Linked DNA regions of Mus musculus: region 2 is linked to region 1. Evidence: chromatin contacts called from public HiChIP or PLAC-seq data. All regions are on one chromosome and are shown on one strand. The core of a region is the stretch at or near the end of the contact, and the rest is flanking DNA. Distances in the headings are between cores, read along the strand shown. Region 1 has its middle 23 kb from the start of Gm46401. Region 2 has its middle 9.8 kb from the start of Gm40659.

Evidence for each region. HiChIP or PLAC-seq counts read pairs in DNA pulled down with a chosen protein or histone mark.
Region 2: a contact with region 1 is called in an HNF4G HiChIP or PLAC-seq map of pancreatic cancer cells. The contact joins two enhancer-like sites. A contact is called at or near these places in 1 of 15 datasets of contacts at CTCF or cohesin (the NIH/3T3 cell line) and 2 of 115 datasets of contacts at active chromatin or transcription factors (bone marrow-derived macrophages and pancreatic cancer cells).

Annotation. Positions count from the first base shown.
Region 1 is chr13:5,891,523-5,894,222 of GRCm38.p6, reverse strand. No RefSeq gene overlaps it. Among named protein-coding and RNA genes, the nearest start is that of Gm46401, 23 kb to the left of the region's middle. Within about 2 kb of position 1,307, at least 56 of the 459 cell types and tissues checked have an H3K27ac peak or open chromatin away from gene starts, as enhancers often do. A contact at or near this core is called in pancreatic cancer cells, where this site is marked.
Region 2 is chr13:5,247,626-5,250,325 of GRCm38.p6, reverse strand. No RefSeq gene overlaps it. Among named protein-coding and RNA genes, the nearest start is that of Gm40659, 9.8 kb to the left of the region's middle. Within about 2 kb of position 1,430, at least 45 of the 459 cell types and tissues checked have an H3K27ac peak or open chromatin away from gene starts, as enhancers often do. A contact at or near this core is called in pancreatic cancer cells, where this site is marked.

The DNA of each region.
Region 1 (2,700 bases), core at 58-2,557:
GAGGGGGGAGAAGAGGAGGAAGAGGACAATGGCAAAAAGGCATGGTGGCACTTCCCTTTAATCTCAGCATTGTTTGCAGAGGTAGAGAAAAAAAGATGAGAAGTTTTAAGGTCATTCTAGTTTACATAGCAAATTTCAAGGACTGGCTGAAACACATGAGATCCTGTCAAAAAGGAAGACAGAAGGAAGGAAAGAAAACCAGAAGGAAAAGGAGGAGAAAGGGAGAGCAGGCAAAGGAAAGGATGGTAGGAGAGATGGAGAAAGAGAGGGGTAGAAGTAACAGAAAGAAAGAAGCCAAGAAAAAAGTCTAATATATAAACATAACTCATATATAAATTGTAAAAATAATACATCACATATATAAGAAATGTTTCTATGCATATAATCCTAGGCCTTTAAGTTATTTCTAGACATTGCTCTGGAGTCAGCTCATACAAAGCATTGTTTTCTTGAAAATTGTATCTATTTTTATGAGAATGGAAAAACAGTGTGCCTGATGATAAACTTTAACTTGTGGGTTTGCAAGTAGAATCCAGTGATATGTGACCCTATGTAGCTGCAGCCTCAGCGTCAGTTTCCTTAGCTAATAGAGCATTAATTACATCTATGTCAGTGTCTCCAGGAGTATAAAATAACGCATGTGCTGCCTTACTCAGAGGCAGCCTTGCCTCGGTCTTCACTATGGTTTGTGAAGGTTTGAGCTTCATATCTGAATCCTGATGGGCAATGAATGAAAACCAATTCTCCCCCAACAAAAAATAATGTATTGGCATGGGGTCTCTGGAGTTGGATAAAAGTTTAATGGAATTCTTAGAATTCTTATATTTTTGCGCCTCCTCCACAGGTGGTAAAACAAGCCACACTGGCATTCGTTGAGAGAATCCTAACCTGAGGAAGTTGTGGGTATACATTCCATATTCTCACCAGGAGAAGGGCTCACTGCGCAGGATAGCAGACTTTGAACTCTGAGAGACAGTCTGGTTCCTGCTGAATCACAGCCGTGTTCCTATTTACTTATGTTACAACATCACCCTTCAAACTTCACTTTATAATGTACCCAAGGAGAGTCTAAGACAACTTACTTAGAAATGAAATAGTTGTTTGACGGTTCTAGTTGAGTTGAATACTGAAAAAAAATCTTTCCTTTTTTTTTTTTTTTTTTGTCATTCTCTGCTGTGATTCATGCAAAGAACTTTATAAAACTCAAAGTGATTGCCTCGGCAGGTTGAGCTGTTACTTGTGGTATCAGGTAGTACAATCCTGCGCAGACAAAATGGAATGCATGGTGCTATTTGAGTCACAGACCTAATCACTGTCTGTCTGAGACGGGATCATTGTGACTCACACAGCTGAGCTGTGCAGAAACACAGAATGCATACAGATACCCAGCCACCAGGAGACAGCCCAGAGGTACTGGCAAGTGCTGTCTGGCTGTTCAAATAAACAGCCTACATATGATGAGCGAGGTGAGGGTCCTTCATATACACAATCCACACTTATCTTCATTCACCTCAATATCCCAGTAGATATTCATTTCTCTTGTCTTCAGTGGCATCCCAACCCTATGTGCTGAGGTTACTATTAATCCAGGAAGAAAGAACCTGTCTCCAAGCTAAGCTGCAAGGACCACATTAAACAGCAAACCTAGAGACCTGGCTCCTTTATCAGGCCCCAAACTTCAAAGAGGTTCGGAAGATCCTCTGGTGTCTAGCTACCAAAGTCCTTTCTGTTGTTTGCCTGGATTATCCTGGGGGGTCCTGGTCTTCAGACAGCCAGAGATGAGATTAGCTGATTTGGCTATAGCCTGGCTTTCATTTAAGACTGTTATCAGCAACTCTTTAGGGGTCTGGAAGAGTATCTGGGCTCCTGAAGATCCGTATTCCTTCCCATTGTCAGGATTCTTAAGCTTCTGGAATCCTAAACCGCCAGGACTGTCTTTGAAGGGAAAAGGTATGAAAGGGAAAAATGTTTCTTCCTAGCTCACAAGTGGATACCACCAGGACAATAACAGATAAAGGCTGGATGAAGGCACATCTAGAATAAATGTTAAATCATGCAACACAATGGGACCCAGTGGGAGTAGAGGAGAAATCCTTACTGAAGAGAAAAGACTAGGGACTAGTTAGGTAGCTCTGGCTCTGAAGGGCTTGCCTTACTAATGTAAGGCCCCAAGTTTGATCCTTAGCATCCATATAAAGCAGACAGAGATGGTGGGAGAGTGCAGATAGAGAGATCTGCCTGGGCTACCTGGCCAGCCAGCCTACTCTACTTGGAGAAGTTCTAGTTCAGTATGACAACTTTTTCCGTGGTGTCTGAGGAATGATGCTCAAGTGCCAGACAGCTTACACATTTGTGCACATGTGCACACACACACACTCACACACAAACACACACCAATACAACTACATGCCCCAGAGATACATACAGAGACACACTCATACACATAAGAAGGAAACTCAAATTAACCAGAAATCAGCTAGACAAAGGAATGGCCTTCTGTGAAATTGCTGCCTATTTGCAGACGTCACCATTTCCGTAAGGAGGACCCTACTTTGAAGTTCTTCTTCCAGGATTCACAGCCCCATGTCTTAGAAGGGCCTAGAGAGAGAGGCCCTTTCCACTGGGGACAGGGCATATCCTTCTATTTTGATTTTCCCCTTATGTGTTAATGTTCTTGCTTGGTTAATCAAGTGATGTATT
Region 2 (2,700 bases), core at 181-2,680, 640 kb after region 1:
AATACCATGCACTACAGTGATCTTCTATGGCCAGTATGTTAGTTAGGGTTTTACTGTTGTGAACAGATACCATGACCAAGGCAAGTCTTATAAAAAACAATATTTACTTGGGGCTGGCTTACAGGTTCAGAGGTTCAGTCCATTATCATCAAGGTGGGAGCATGGCAGTATCCAGGTAGGCATGGCACAGGCAGAGCTGAGAGTTCTAGGTCTTCATCCAAAGGCTGCTAGTGGAAGACTGACTCCCAGGCAACTAGGGTGAGGATCTTAAGCCCACACCCACAGTGACACACCTATTCCAACCAGGTCACACCTATTCCAACAAAGCCACACCTCCAAATGGTGCCACTCCCTGGCCCAAGAATATATAAACCATCACAGCTGATGATCTTCTAAACTGTATAATTTCAGGAGTGTTAGGAAAGACATGTCTCACCCAAGTCAGACCTCCATGAATGTGCATGCCTAAAGTCCCACTGTTACAATATGGTTTTGAGAGATCAGTAGAGGGCTCAGTGGGCATGTGTCTTTGTTTTGCGAGTGTGAGGACCTGAGTTGAAGTCTGCAGCACCCATGTATAAGTCTGCCAGTGTCTATACATGCCTGAAACCTCAGTGCTTGAAGTGTAGACATAGGAGAATTGCTGGAGCTAGCTTGCTGAGAGCCTGGCTCTATGTTCACTGGAAGATCCTGTCTCTAAAGAGAATAAGACTTGGGAAAAAGTGGCTTTGATGTCTCTCGTGTTCCATTGTCCACACTAATGAAGTGTGCCTAATCTTGAAGATAGTAGACGTTTAAGACTTATCAAGTGTCAGCTAAACAAATCCAGATGGCTCAGAGCTCAGCAGCAAGGGGAACAGGGTATATTTTCCCACTTGAGTATTTAAACACCTTAGAAGATAAGAAAGGATGTAGGATAGCTTGAATGTTCCCCCACTAGTCTCCTTCTCTGTTCTTGGTCTCTTTCTCTGCTCTTTCCCAAGGCTAACCTGATGCTTCACTCTTAGCTAGAAAAGGGAGACTTTAAGAACGGTCCTTTTTTTCTAGTTCAAAGCACAGGGCTACTGTTTATTCAAGGTGTTGAGTTTCCTTTTCCTCTTGCACTTGGAAGTAAGCACACACCAAGTGATATGTACTCCTCATACTCCTAAGCATCTCTCTCTTGGCACTGGTCCATTCTGTTTCAGAAACTGGGATGGGAGGCATAGTTAAAACTGCTACAGAGGTTCCTATTTCAACGAATAAATTGAGTTATCCATGTTGGGAGCCAGGAATTATAGAAAATATAACATAGTATGCTGCTGAGGTCAGTTACGAGACTTAGAAGAGGAGTAGGAACCCCACTGTGGGCTGACACTTTCTACTTCTATGGAAAACCTTCCCCAGCTCTCATTGGAAGTGGATGACTCATACATACCAAGGAGTATTTTTAGGAATCCACTAACTCATTTGTAGCTTAGAGATGAAAGATGCAATTGGAGCAGCACTCTGAGCCATTATACACAGGCTGTTTGGAGTGTTGCCATTTTACCACTGATATCTTGGTCTGCTATTGAGTCATCTTCTAGGTGAGCAGCAGGAGAAAACAGAAGAGAGGCTGTTGCTACAACAGAGCATTTGATAAGATGTTGGATTAACCAAAGCCCTTAACAGTCTCATATTTATCTCCTCTGGGGAGTACCTAGTTATTCTCAGCACCTCTGGAAATATTCAGTAACATTTGCCAATGTTACTCTGGAACACATTCCATATTGCATTAAAAAGTCTTAGCTGGTGTCAAGAGGTCTATAGCATCAAATATGTAAATGTCTTAGGAGATAGGACTGGAGTGTGTTCTTGTGTTTGCAACTTACTTCATATCATTGGAGAACAGGAAAAATAGAAGTAGCAGACACTTCAAGTGTGAAAGTGTATGGGACAGATTTGTCCTGGAAGGAGGTCTCCCCACAATGTGTGTGTGTGTGTGTGTGTGTGTGCGCGCGTGTGTGTGCAAATATGTATTTGTTTTCATATGTATGTTTTTGCTTATAAGTGTATGGTGTTATGCATGTATATGTATGAATGCACGTATATGTGTTCTTGGCTTATATGTGCTTACCTCTGCATGTTTAAATGAGCTTTTAAATCCAATTTCTAATTAAGGACCGATGGGCCAACAGACTAGTTAGTACGTGATTGGAGCACAGAATGCTTAGTTGAAAACTACAATCATTTTTTATTAATACACAGGGAAAATATTCCATTCAACATCTTGGTATAAGTTAAGTATAATTTGGGCTTGATCAAAAGATATTGTTTGCTGATAACAATAGAAAGCTATGCAGACATTTCCGGATTCCACCTAAACTACTCTGCACAGGTGAGAGTGTGGACTACAGAAGCTAACAGCTTCGGGGTCAGGCAAGAGCCACAGAGCTTCTGAGACAGTCCCTGTTTCGGGCTCCAGACATACGGGCACCTTCCCTGCCAGAGGAGAGGTGTCTTCCCAGCCCAGGAGGGAGTTGCCAAAGCATCTGCTGGAGACATCTTGGTTCCTGGATTCCACCAAGACTAGATTGCAAAGGTTAGAGTGTGGACTACAGAAGCGAAAAGCTTCTGGGACAGGCCCTGTTTAGGGCCTTCATCTTCTGCTAGGAGGCAAGTCCGAATGCCAGATATCTGTGCACCTTCCCTGAAAGAGGAGAGCTTGCCTGCAGAGAG